Regions from separate parts of the Mus musculus genome. Here region 2 is linked to region 1. The links are chromatin contacts, called in public HiChIP or PLAC-seq maps. All regions are on one chromosome and are shown on one strand. The core of a region is the stretch at or near the end of the contact, and the rest is flanking DNA. Distances in the headings are between cores, read along the strand shown. Region 1 has its middle 10 kb from the start of Rfx8. Region 2 overlaps Gm35600 (predicted gene, 35600).

Region 1 (7,004 bases), core at 1,629-4,128:
GCTGAGAGGAAAACCAGAGGATGTGTATGTGTGTGATTGTGACTCAGGATGCGAGGCAGGAAGCGAGGCCCGAAAGAAACCACTGCAGCCATCTGTTTCCTAGCCCGCTCGGGACAAACGAATATTTATCTCTGTGTGGGCACCGTCTGCCACAAGTGGGGAGGGCAAATGTCACTAACACTTCTCAGACACAGGTGGCTGAAGGCCCTTGGAGGTGGCATCCATTTCTGATTCCAGCCCCAAAGCGTTCTGCATCCTATCTACTAGGATTGGGAAGGTTAACTTGTGTTTCATTTCCCCTGAACATCCTTGAGCACGTTGGTTAGATCGGCGAGTGTGGAGGGCAACTGTGACTCACAGATCAAGTCCCAACACCCTCCAGAGTGGGTAAGAAACACAGGACGAACTGTAGGGAGGTGACAGACATACACGGGCACCGTCCCAGGCAGTTTCCGACTGTATGATCTCTTCCAAGGCTTTGTCGTCTTCATTAAGCCCTTGTGCTTTGGAGTAATGGTTGCTCCGGTGACGGCCATGGCCACACGGGACTGGGCGTGACTGGACCTCAGCCCCCACCTTCCTCTCATCTCAGATGTATCCCTGTGGTGTTCCGGCCCCTGTGGTCCAGGTGTTCCCTGTAGGATCCCTGTGGTTTGGGCACATGACCTCTCAGGTCTCTAGCTATTATCCAATATAGTCTATTTTGGAGGCATGTTGGGAGTAGCCATATTTTATTTTTGCTTATCTATGAAGCATGGCAGTTATCATAGGTGCATAAGCAGACACTGCAACCTGCCTTTACTGGGGTCTCCAAGCCCCAGCATAAAACTGGACACAGGGGTTTCCTGGATATTTGCTGTGTGAATGAATAACTGAGTGCCGCCCTTACTCTGGTTGGTTTTGTGGGTCAACTTGAAACAAGCTAGAGTCATCAGAGAAGAAGGAGCTTCATTTGAGGAAATGCCTCCATGAGATCCAACTGTAAGGCCTTTTCTCAGTTAGTGATCAATAGGGGTCGGGGGAAGCTCAGCCCATTGTGTGTGGTGCCATCCCTGGGCTGGTGGTCCCAAGTTCTATAAGAAAGTAGGCTAAGCAAGCTTTGCAGAGCAAGCCAGTAAGCAGCACCCCTCCATGGCTTCTGCATCAGCTCCTGCCTCTGTATTCCAGCCCTGCAGGAGTTCCTGTCCTGACTTCCTCCAGTGAGGACTGTGATCTGGAAGTGTGAGCTGAATTAACCCTTTCCTCTCCAACTTGCTTTTTTAAAAGGTCCTGGCGTTTCATCACAGCAATAGCAACCCTTACTAAGACAGCTCCTCTGGGCTGGTATAAGATTATCTCAGGGTTTTCTCTGTAGAGGAGAAACAACAGATATTAGAAGTCCATCCATTCAAAAAAGAGAGCAAGCTTGCTCAAGTGGAATGTCAGTCTGCCAGGGAACACAGAGAACCCATGCGGTCCTTCGCTTTAGGAGGGATAGTTAGGTTACATAGAACCAAAGACCTCTTAGGCATCTGTCCTTTCTGGTCCCTCAACTGGGCTTCTGTGGCCTCTCCCCCCAGCTTCCCTGGGCATAGTTTTGGGAACCATGACCACAATGAGTGGTCGGGTAGTGTAATCAGAGGGAGGTAGAGAGGTCTAGCTGCGTCTGCTTGGAAAAGGCTCTGAACACATTGTCAGGAGTCTGGCACAGCTATGATGTATGAAAACTTTATTTAAGAAGTTGACCTTGGCTGGGCAGGAGTGGTGCATGCCTTTAATTCAGAGGCAGGCAGATTTCTGAGTTTGAGGCCAGCCTGGTCTACAGAGTGAGTTCCAGGACAGCCAGGGCTACACAGAGAAACCCTTTCTCGAAAAACCAAAAAGAACAAAAAAAGAAGTTGCCCTTGACAACGAAAGCTGAGCACACCTAATCCAGACATCACAAATCTGAAAGGGGCCACAAGTTAAACCTTTCTGATCGGTCACATGATGCCAGGAGTGGAGACCTTTCACACACCAGGGTGTGACCACTTACAATCAACCCAGTGGTGTATGTGAAACATAAGTAAATTTTGTGATTGGACTCGACTCCTGTCCCCAAGATATTTCATTATGTCTATGCAAATGTTCCAAATATAATACATAAATCTGAGATCAGAGACTCTTCTGGACCCACCATTCAATTCAAAGACTCGGCCTCTATTTACCACTTGGCATGGCCTTGTGAGGGTCTTACCGCTGGCAGCATTTATGAAGACAGGCTTGTTTGCGAAGGCGGGGATTATAAAACCCACTCTGCTGTAACCATCTGCAGACATCCACTGGGATTCGTGTACCTTTGTTCTCCAGCGGAGTTCAGGCAGATGCCCTTGTAAACGATGCCTCCTTCCGGCTTCCTTCTGCGGAGGAATCCCAATGGTAATTAGTGGGAGCATCCCATGACCAACAGGAAGCTATCTCAAACACATGTGCGGTTTGAAGATGCCTCAGTAAAACTCATTTCATGGTGGGGTCTGCACAGGGAGATGATTCCATGCAAGATGACAGGAGCCAGCAGCTGTTTGTCTGTGTTCGTACCAGAGTGACCCACAGCATAAGGCAAGAGGAAGACGAAGAACTGTGCCCCACTTTTACAAACTAACCCTTTCACCCTTAAAATGCTTAAAAATATTTCCACACATCTAAAGTAACGATTTAGGGTGGGTTTTCACCCATTCTTTAAAAAAAATTGCTCAACAAAGTAGACAAAGGCTTACACTTTTGTGGGCAGCTACAATTTGAGACGGTGCCTAACTGTCCACCCCACGCACCCTTATTTGACAGCTTTTACGCAACAGCTCATTAAGCTCCTGCCAGCCCTGTGCTTCCCAGTTTTCTCTTGCCTGATCTTCTATTAGCCTTCCGGAGAAGTCTGCTTCCGGTGTGCCAGAGTTCAAATACAATACACTCTGAGTTGCAATGGGCTCCGCTTTCTGTGACAAATGAGGGCAGTTTCTTCTCATTCCTCGAATTCTCTGAGTTCCTCCGAAGATAATGTTGTTTGTTACACCACATAGCTAGCTTTCCGTACAGCCTTGGGGAACAGGAGAAAGGAAAGAGACCTCTATGACAAGTGGGTGTCTCTATGGTGCCCCAGATTACTACCTTGTAGTCCTAAGTAGTCCTAGCTACTTAGGAGACTGAAGCAAAGAGATCACTTGAGCCCAGGGGTTCCAGGATAGCCTACACAACATAGTAAGACCTGGTGGGGAGGAGGGGATATTGTTAGTTTCAATGTTCCTATTGATCTCAATTGGGGCAACATCCAACTAGTCAAAAGCAAAGTGTAGAGTAGGAAAGTACAGTGCTATGTAGGAATGATTTTGACTCTCTCCAGTGAGAATTTTAATGCACTATAATTTGAAAGTCTGCAGCCTACCGGTTTAAATAGTGTCTTGCAGGCCCAGACGGACAGTCCAAGCTGGCTGTTCTCTGCAATGGCCCCTTTGCTCATTTGCCTGCTACACTGTGAGTTTCTGACCCGATGCATTCCTTGTGCTCATTAGGTTTATTTAAAAACCTATCATTGCCTGGGGGCACCTGGGTCCATCCACTGAACGTGGATAATTGCAAGAATTGGACAAAATTAAGCATCCAGGATCATCAGAGGTGGCTTTGTGCACAGATAAAGCCCAGCTGCTGCCCTCTTAGAAGGTGAATGGAGACTAATTGGATAATCTAGAGACCAATTAGCCTGAAGGGGGAAAAAGAAGTCGCTGTAGATATAAGAGATGCATTCTCCGTCAGAGGAGTGTTGTGTGCCTAAGATGCAGCTTAAAGAACTGAAATTCTATGTGATAGAAATATTCAAACCTATTTTCTTTGCATCGGTGTAAGACAGCAGAAATGCTGAGCCAGAATCAGACAGCGATGGGGCTTTTCTGATCTGGGAGAGTTCTAGGCATGGGTCAGGCTGTCCCTTCAGCTACAAGTAAAAGTTTTTATTATGTCAGTTGCTGTGGATCCTTTGAAATGAAAATGGTCTCTAAGTGTACTTTTACATAGCACTTAGGTAGTTTTACAAATATTATGCTGGTAAAAAGTCATGCGCCCTTTGCATACTTAGCTCATTAAGAAGGCTTGGGCTGGGGGATAAACCTTCTAAGAATGTCACTGCATTGGCATGTAACTAATCAAAGTTTGAATCTGTCACATGCTTGATCACATGATGTGGGTGGCCCTTGAGGCATAGAAGGTGTGAAGTTGACCCTGTTTCGACCTGCAGCCTTACTTCCTGAGCCCTCTAATCAATAGGCATCAATAGCTTTGGGCTAAAATGAGGTAATGCTTGCATTGTGTAGCATCAACCATTGGAAGTAACAACTCACAGAAACCAGTAGTCAACCCAAGAGTCACAGTGTCACCTGTATTTCTGATGTCCAACAATAAGCCAGGAACTCGTTGGTGCTCGCCCCACACACAAACATTACACAATCTAAGTGGGGTAACAAGATCTGGAATGACAGACAGGCATTCGCCTTGGTTCTGTCTAGTCTCTGGGGACAGGAGCTGGTATCTTGCGCCACTACCTGAGTGGCAGGGGGATCGGCTGATGATGAATCAGCCTCTGGGATGGGAGGAGCCATGGCCTCTGTTGCCCTGAACCAGTGAGCAGGAGCCACCTGTTCACTGCAGGAAGCCCAGGATCTGAGCTCTTGGGTAAAGCACGTGAAAGGGTCTCCACTCTCCTCTTGGAGCAGAAAAGGACCTAGCACCACTTAGAGATACAACTGAAGAAAGAGCGCTGACTGGGAGAGGGCTGGCTGGAAGACAGCTGCTGTGGGGGTCCTTCCCAGCCTTCTTCCCCTTCTTTCTTCTCTTGCTGCTAATTCTCCAATGAAGTCGCCATTTTGCTGCCCTCTCTCCCTGCAGCTGTTTCTCCTGCATGAGCCTGGGACCAGCATTCAGACCTGCTTCTCACCTACACCTACACCCAGCCTTCCCTGTCCTGAAGTGTACTCTCCAGAAGAGTATCCCTCTCAACCTGGAACTCTGAGAGCATTAGGCAAGGTCACTGGTCCCTATCAGGTGGCTTTTTAAACAGCCTTTCTCGAACAAAGAGACTGAACTGAGAAAATTCAGTCAAAAAACTGGTGCCACTTGTTGGCTGAATCAGCTCCTGGACCCGACCCTCACTCCAGCCCTGAACATTCTCTGCTCCAGGACAAGGCTGAAGTCACCCGGTGTAGTGCAGTGTCCCCAGGAAAGCCCAGACACCATCCTCTATCAGCTCCAGTGACCCAGTCACACCTCAGGTTAAGGTTCCCCCTGTAATCGCTCCTTTTGAACCGCCTTGGAAGCTTACCCCTGATGATGCTGTTCTCAGGGAAGGGAGGCTGCCACAATGGGATGTACGCAAATGTGGGAGGCAGTTGGCTTAATGAATCTCTCTGTCCTGCTTTTGGAAGTGGCTTTCAAATAGGTGTGTTTTGTTTCAAAAAGTGATAAGTGTATATCACATAAAGCATTTTCCCATTTACTCAGCAGCATCAGGTATATTCACACTGCTGGTAACGATAATCTATTGTTAGAGGATTTCATCGTGCAAGACCATGGTCCAATGCTGCAACCCTTTAATAAGAAAAAGTTATTTTTGCCGTTACTTTGTAATTTTGCTGCCATTATGAATCGTAAAGATCTGTGTTTTCTGGTGGTCTTAGGTGACCCCTGTGAAGGGGGTCACAAGCCAGCACTTTGCTAGGTGGAAACCCACTGTGCTAGATGGACACTCTACCGTGATAGATACAAATTCCCCAATTAAGACCCATCTCAAATACAGCTAGACAACTACCATTTATGTTTTTCTCTGAGTTTGATTACCAGATATATAAGTAGGAACATGCTTTGGGGTCTTCCTCGATCAGTGTAACGGCTTTGAAAATCCATCCACGTTGCAGCACGTGTCTGGTTTGATTACCTTTTTAGAATGACTACTAGCTTATGGTTTGGATATGCCACATCTACTTTACCCATTTGTCTGTCCATAGACACATGGTTTCCCCATGGATAGTGCTGCTGTGAACTCAGCTGCACAACAGCAATGCTCACTCTCAGTTTCTTTGAGTGTGCATCGAGAAGTGGACACCACCTGGTCCCTTGTTAATTCCACAGCCGGAGGAACAAACAGTCAAACTGGTTCCAATAGCAACTCCTCTACTTGATGCAGTACTGGCAGCAGGAAACAAGGGTCCCAATTTTTCTCTCCCTCTTCATCAACATTTGCTTTCTAGTTTAAAAAGTCATTCCAGGTCTGGAGAGATGGCTCAGGGGTTTAGAGCACTGACTGTTCTTCCAGACGTCCTGAGTTCAATTCCCAGCAACCATGTGGTGGCTCACAACCAACAGTAATGGGATCTGATGTTCTCTTCTGCTGTCTGGAGAGGTGACAGTGTACGCATATACACTAAATAAATAAGTAGGGGGAGGCGGCCTCAGCCTCAGCAGCAGCGGTCGCCATCTTGGTTCCGGGACTCAGCAGAACTTAGGAAATTAGTCTGAACAGGTGAGAGGGTGTGCCAGAGAACCGGACAGCTTCTGGAACAGGCAGAAGCACAGAGCCGCTGAGGCAGCACCCTTGGCGGGCCGCAGACAGCCGGCCACCGTCCGGACCAGAGGACAGGTGTCCGCCTGGCTTGGGAGGCGGCCTCAGCAGCAGCGGTCGCCATCTTGGTTCCAGGACTCCCTGGAACTTAGGATTTTAGTCTGCACAGGTGAGAGTCTGCACCACAGAAGCTGACAGCTTCTGGGAACTGCCAAAGCAACACAGCTTTTGAGAAAGGCCCTGTTTTGGGCCTTCTTTTTCGGCCAGGAGGAGGTCCAAAAACAAGATATCTGCGCACCTTCCCTGTAAGAGAGCTTGCCAGCAGAGAGTGCTCTGAGCACTGAAACTCAGAGGAGAGAATCTGTCTCCCAGGTCTGCTGATAGACGGTAACAGAATCACCAGAAGAACAATCTCTAAACAGAGTCAACTATAACTACTAATTCC
Region 2 (7,004 bases), core at 1,167-3,666, 140 kb before region 1:
AACAACCACAAAGGGATCGAGACCCACAGGTTGAGAAACACTGCTCAAAGGTCTTTTCTCCTTAAGGACAAATACCAAAGAGGCGAATTTTAATGAAATGAAGAAAATTTTACAGCTTTTAGGAAATACGAGAGTACACATCAAAAATAAGAGCGCTCATGTTTTAAAACTGTCAATGAGCTCAGCGGTCTGTAAACTCCAAAGGGAATTTTAATCGGATATTTAGCGGAAGTTGGCAAACCGACTCCAAATGCATCGGGGAAGATAGAAGTATGAAGAACCGACAGAAATACTGAAAAAGCGAGGATAAAGAGAGGAGAATTGCTCTGCCAGATTGTGAAACAAACCGCCAGACTACCACAGAGCGGGGTGATTGCCGCGCGGGAGAGATTCTCAGAGAAGCTCCATCTACACCCTGGGATTTATTTCGTCACCCAAGTGGCGTTTCAAATTAGTGTGAGAAGTGGTAGGACATTTGCTGTCCACTGGGAAAACACAGATCACTGCCTTGCATCACAGGAAAGGCAATTGATTTCAGGTCTAATTAGAGAAAGTTCCAAATAGAGACTGCTGAACTCGGGATAAGCAGGGTTGCTGGCTGGGAACCAGATTTCCCGTTCAATGCCCCAGGCCGGCTGTGAGTGGGAGCGCTAACCCCTAGGGACCTCCCTGCCTTGGTGTGAGAACCTGCAGGAAGACTGAAGTGTTCTGAGGTGTGTTTTTTAGTCCGTATGCTCCTTCCAAGTCCTGTTTCATCAGCTTGGAGATGCCCAAGGCCCCCAAAACCAGATCCTCCTGCGATTTAATGCTATTTCTGAGCTGGTACTGGTGCCAGAGAGCAGATGGGGAGGTCAGAGGACAACTTCAGGGAGCTGGTTTTGTCTTTCCACAGTGTGGGGCTTGAGCTCAGGCTCAGTTCACCATGTTTAGCAGCCGTGGACTTTAGGGAGTGATGTGTATTCCATTCGAACCTGTGCTGCCCAAAAGACCTTTTCACGACATCGGAATTATTCCCTGTCTTCACTGTCCAGTTCAGTAACCACAGGTGTGGGAGTGTTAACACTTAAACTGGGCCTGGCACGACAGGAGCCAAATGTGCCACATGTGACTGCCAACGGATGTCTGTGAGGCCATCAGCCTCAGCCCCTGGGCCAGGGCCAGGTAGGACCTCGTGGAAGTCCCACAGTGTAGAGCTGGACTAGAACCAGGGCAGTCTTCAGAGAAGCTAGTCTAGCTTCTTACTGATTCCAGACCCAGCTACAAACTTAGTAGCTTAAAACAGTTCCAAAGAATTATCTCACACTTCCGGAATTCAGGAGGCCAAATTGATCTTAATGTAGGAGGAGGAAATTGAAGCATTCACGAGGCTGGCTCCTTGGGGACTTAGGTTCAGAGGCAGAGGTGAGCAAGAGGGATGGTATTTTGTACAACCTGCGCACTATCTTCCTGACACTAGAGAGGTAGTGACTGTCTTTTGAGTTGTAAAGTTCTACAAACAGAGCAAAGTTTAAAGAAGATTAGCCTGGCCGGGCTGTGTGTGAGTAGGTGGAGATGGGGGAGGGGTGCTGGAGAGCAGGGAAACTAGTGAATAAACAGAAGCATGGGATGTTTTGTTTCAGAGGGAACAGGCAAAGAAAGTGTCTGGCAGAAAACACCTTGTCAAGCAGAGAATGTCCTCAAAACATCACCAATGGTGCTAAACAAAACATGACCACAGTGGCTTAAATCGTTTCAGAAAGAAACATAATTTCTGATTTTATTGGTTTATGTACTCGAGGAATTTGTGTAATTGAAGGGTCTGTCCAATGACTTTATTAATGCCTAGCTCTGTTACCCAGGAGTGCATGTTTCTCTGAAATACACTGCATACGGGAGACACTGAAACCTTTCCACTTGCATCAGGTCATTTTCTAAGCTCAGCCAATGACTCTATCTGAAGGAGTATGGTGGCCCAGGTATTTGAATGAACACAGATAAGATGTAAGGCTCAGGGGCCATCCTTCCAACAGCCTGGGTTTTTAGCACAGGAAGTTGTGTTGTTTATCATCTGCCCTTCACCTTGAAGAGAAAGAGAGAAACAAGCCCGGCTCTTACTTACCAGATGGCCCTCTCTCTGTGGCTTGGGTGCCATCTGGAATTGGTTTTGATAAATCCAAACACTAGAGCTACATTATCTTTCTAGCTAAATATATCAGGTAGTTCATTAGCCTGGCAACCTCTGCCTTGCTTTCACTAGCTAAACAAGATAGGACTGGAGACGGAGTGTGGGTTTTGTTCACCAGGAAGCCACTGAAGAGAAATCACTCTGCCTTCAGTGACCTCTAGAATGATTTCAAAGATCCAGAGGCCAGCTGAGTCCCTGAAGGGGTGTAGACACTGCCCTGGGGACCTGTGGATAGCGGCATCTGGCAGGATGCGGGCGGGGCTTGGCTGTGTTTCTGATCCTGGGTTATTACTCAAAGCACTCCAGTCTCCGGACACCTAAAGACTAAAGGCAGCCAGAAACTTTCCTCCTTCTCTTTAGAGGATTCTCATCTTTGCATTTGTGCACATACATAAAAAGGTAAAAGTAAAATCATTTTCCAAGCTTGGAACAAAACCCCAGGCCTGCCTCACCCAGCCTTTCCACGGCTCGCTTTCAAATGTGTTCCCAGCTCCGCTGCTTCTTTGGATTTTTTTCTTGTCTCCCTATTTTGGTTGTGTGTGTGTGTGTGTGTGTGTGTGTGTGTGTGTGTGTGTACATTCAGGTCCATGTGTATGTGTGTGTGTGTGTACACATTCAGGTCCGCGCGTGTGTGTGTATGTGTGTGTGTGTGTGTGTGTGTGTGTGTGTGTGTGTGTACATTCAGGTCCATGTGTATGTGTGTGTGTGTGTGTACACATTCAGGTCCGTGTGTGTGTGTGTGTGTGTGTGTGTGTGTGTGTGTGTGTGTGTGTGCACATTCAGGTCCATGTGTACACTTATGTGTGGTATGTGGTGTGAGTATGTGTGTGTCTATGTGTGTGTGTATAGGGCAGAGGTAATTGAAAGGCCCCTTCCGTTTTATCTCGCACTTTGACTTTGGAGAGAATATGGAAGAGAGCCTTGCTCACTGAGCAGGAAGCTCAGCCATTCGGACAGCCTGGCCGGCCAGTGAGCTCTAGAGATCCATCTGTCTTTTTCTGCGCCTCCTGTGGCACAGACCAAAGAGTCCAGCTCCTCCCTGGGTGCTACTAAGGCTCTGACCTGCTTAGTAGAGAGCACTTTCCCAACTCAGCCATCTCCCTGGCCCTGCATCTCCATTCTTTTTAAAACAAATGTTAAAGTTTGTATATGTGCACACAGACAGCCTGGTCTCCAGTCGAGCAAAGGTCTGGAACCCCGGGGACCTGTGAGTGGTGATTTCCATCAACATGGGACAGAAGGTGTTAGATTATGTCTCCTGGACCCCTGGTTCCTGTTGAAGTTACTACCCCCACAGCCCCCGCAAGAGAGGTGTGTGACTATCAGTCACATAGATAAAGCCCCAAGCTTCTGGCATTCTGGCTAGACTCCACCCCCACAGTTATCTGACTATAGCCAAGTATGCTCCTCCCCACAGTTACCTGGTAGCCCAGCCCACTATAAAAGGGGCTGCTTGGCCCCTCCTCGCTCTCTCTAAGCTCTTACTTTGCTTACTATCATCTCTAGTCTTCCTTCTCTCTCTCTCTCTGTCTCTCTCTTCCCCCCCTCTCTCCACGTGGCATGGCCAGTCTCTCTCCCTCTTTTTACCTTCTCTCTTTCTCCCTGCCTTTCTACAATAAGGCTCTAAAACCATAGACTGTCTCTGCTGATCAAGGCCCACTGTGCTTGAACGATGAGATAGGCTTTCCCCTAAAGACCTACATCTAACTTCTCCCCAGAAGGCCTTCCTGCACTCCAGCCACAGACCAAACCAAGGACTTTTATCTGCTTGGGAACCACCCAGCACCACCTCTCTCCCTGCCCTCTCTTCCCTTCAGCCCCGGGGCTGACTGAGCCGTCCCTGGGGCCCCCATTTTGTTCTCAGCTCTTCTGCGGTGTCCAGCGGCATCTGGGATCCCCGAGACTGAGAACCTGTTATCTCTAGCTTCCATGAGGCCTAGAGACCTAGAACTTGTCCACCCCCTTGGACTGGGTCCTGAGCTTCCCACAGCCAGACACCTACCCGGGGCCTCGTGGAAAGCCTATGGCAGTCCTCCTTCGTCCACCAGCCCAGAGCACGGGAACTCTGGCAGGACACAGGTTTTCTCCCACTCCCTTTATTCCCCCATGCCCAGCGCCCAACATAGGGGTGTTTTGCCTGAATGTATGTCTGTGTACCACATGTGTACAGTGCCCATAGAGGGCAGAAGATGCCTTGGAACTGGAGTTAGAGATGGTTGTGACCCACCATGTGGGTGCTGGGAATTGGATGCAGTAACTTTAAAGACTGAGCCTTGTCTCTAGCCTGCATGTGTCCAGACTTTTTAAAAACATACTTTTGGTACATATCTTTATGTTTCCATTTTACGTCGCCATTTGTTCAGAAGGAGAGAATCTGCTCTCACAGGTCACAGGCTCCCTCTCAGTGTGGTCCTCTCCATCACTCAACAGCAACAGTGAAGGTTTCCATGTCTATGGAAATGGTCCTTAATGCTCAGCTCTTCCCTGGGCCGTAGTTACTGCCTTTTCTTTATTCATTAAACCTTCATTGCCCTTCCTACAACAATAATATTTTGTTTGTTTTCTGGAAACAGGGTCTTACTTTGTACAGTCTGTAAGGCTGTCCCGGAGCTTAGTATGTAGCTCCAGCTCGAATTCACACCAGTCCTCTACTTCAGCCTCTCGAGTACAGGAATTTCAGGTGTGAGTTCCCACGCTTGACTCAATAATCTTTTGTGTTTAGATTTTTATGTGCCAATTGGTGATCTACCCTTATTCTTATAAATATCTCCAAATAGCAGTTTCTCCTTTCTTTGTTCACATAGTAAGTATTTATTAATAGTAAGTATTTATTAATATTGTTTTCCTTTGGAGAGACCCCTTCTTTAATAGTCTGTCCTTCTGTCTGTCATTCCCTGTCAACACAAGACAGACTTATCCTCGGCGTGGCCACCTCTTCTTCCCACTGAACTGCAGATTTGTCCTGGAGCTAGGGGTGTCTCCCCTTAGACCACACCCTCTTCCTGATAGAGCCCATTATTCTTTTAAGAGCACAAGAAAGAATCGAGGCATGGGGGGGGGGGGGTAGGGGCAGGACTGTAATCCCAACATGCCGGAGTAGGAGGATCCCAAGTTTGAGGTCAACCTGAGGATCTGCACAGCCAGACTGTCTCTTGTAATCAAACAAACAACAAGCATAGGCCAGAGACTAGCAAAGCAAGGTTTGGAATTCTGTTCTACCTTCCTCGTGGCTGCCGAGGTAGAAATGTAGCTTTGAGATGTTGTTGAAGATGGATACGTTTATTGTCCTCTATCACTTACAGCAGAAGCTGATGCCAGTCTCTACTCAAAGCCTTGATCCTCCTTCTCTTGCTCTCCTCCCCTACCACCTCTTACACTGTTTTGAGTCAGTGGAAGTTTTTAAGATTCTCTGTTGGTCAGGGTCATGTGACCTGTGGACAATTCTGCAGTGGCTCCGTGAGTCCCCTTCATCTACAAATACATTCTTTTCTTCCAGGAAACTGTCTCACACCGTGCTTCCTTCTTCTCTCTGCTTTTCTCTCTGTCCTTCTGCCTGTTGTGGGATGCCTTTCTAAGTGGATCTCAAATCCTGGTGAAGAAATGGCCCAAGCAGTACTGTTGAGCAATAGGAAGAAACCACCTGGGCTGTAATGGCTGCTTGCAGGGTAGGTCAGGCCTCACACAAGGGTGGTCAGCTTCCAGTCATTAGGGTTACCAGAGCAATCCAGTTTATAAAGAAAGCAGCCAGGACTTGAGCAGCAGAGAGGGGAAGCTGTGGGGAAAAGAAAACACAATGATTTGGAGGCTACGTTTCTTCCTGCTACTTAGTTTATTTTTTACACTTTTAAAAAGATGGTTTTTTTTTTAATGCATATGACTGTTTTGCCTGTGTGTGTGTATGTATACCATGTGGGTACCTCGGTGTCCTTGGCACTCAGAACAGGCACTCAGATCCTCTGGAACTAGAGTTAGGAGTGGTTATGAGCCACCATGTGTGTGCTGGGATGCAAACCTGGGTTCCCTGCAAGAGCTGCAAGCGCCCTTAATATCTGGGCCAACTCTCCAGACTCCTCCTTGTTTCTTAACCTCATTGAAAGCTATTTTTTTTTTATTTGAGATGATCTCTCTCCTTCTCCCTCTCCCTCTCCCTCTCCTCCCTCTCCTCCCTCTCCTCCCTCTCCTCCCTCTCCTCCCTCTCCTCCCTCTCCTCCCTCTCCTCCCTCTCCTCCCTCTCCCTCTCCCTCTCCCTCTCCCTCTCCCTCTCCCTCTCCCTCTCCCTCTCCCTCTCCCTCTCCCTCTCCCTCTCCCTCTCCCTCTCCCTCTCCCTCTCCCTCTCCCTCTCCCTCTCCCTCTCCCTCTCCCTCTCCCTCCCTCTCATGCTGATCTTAAACTCCTCACCTCAGCCAGCTTCCTGCCTCTGCCCCTGAAGTAACAGGAGATATAGGCGCATTAGACTGTAGTCAGCCTTACTTATTCCTGTAACCTTACTTAGGAGGAAGTAGGGTGGGCAAGATGGAAGTCGGTAGAAACTCCCACGTGTTCCCAAGTGTAAAATAGTATTTCCAAAAGCTTTGCAGATCCCCTCTCCAAGTTCACCATGATGCTCTACAAATATGAGGAGGTGCGTATAAGTCCTGCAGGTGTTCTTCCTGTAGAAGGAGTAAACATAAAGACTTTGTAGGTGTCATGACCTACAGCCTGGGAAAGGCTGGAACTCCAGGTCTGGTTCCTGTATGAGAAAGTCATCCATATTTAAAAAAAAAAAAGTCGCCTGGCTGGAAAGAGCAGTGGTAAGACCCTCGCCTAGGTGGGGTCCTCACTAGCACGCTTCAACAAAGTA

What was found. HiChIP or PLAC-seq counts read pairs in DNA pulled down with a chosen protein or histone mark.
Region 2: a contact with region 1 is called in an H3K27ac HiChIP or PLAC-seq map of extraembryonic endoderm stem cells. The contact joins two enhancer-like sites. A contact is called at or near these places in 1 of 15 datasets of contacts at CTCF or cohesin (CD8 T cells), 3 of 115 datasets of contacts at active chromatin or transcription factors (extraembryonic endoderm stem cells, heart atrium and thymic regulatory T cells) and 2 of 9 other capture datasets (adipose tissue and liver).

What each region holds. Positions count from the first base shown.
Region 1 is chr1:39,727,620-39,734,623 of GRCm38.p6, reverse strand. No RefSeq gene overlaps it. Among named protein-coding and RNA genes, the nearest start is that of Rfx8, 10 kb to the right of the region's middle. Within about 2 kb of position 2,878, at least 17 of the 459 cell types and tissues checked have an H3K27ac peak or open chromatin away from gene starts, as enhancers often do. A contact at or near this core is called in adipose tissue, extraembryonic endoderm stem cells and liver, where this site is marked.
Region 2 is chr1:39,863,508-39,870,511 of GRCm38.p6, reverse strand. It overlaps Gm35600 (predicted gene, 35600), which reads right to left. Exons shown (of 3, transcript NR_168308.1): 2 at 6,563-6,813; 3 at 5,423-5,936. Among named protein-coding and RNA genes, the nearest start is that of Gm35600, 15 kb to the right of the region's middle. Within about 2 kb of position 2,416, at least 96 of the 459 cell types and tissues checked have an H3K27ac peak or open chromatin away from gene starts, as enhancers often do. A contact at or near this core is called in adipose tissue, extraembryonic endoderm stem cells and liver, where this site is marked.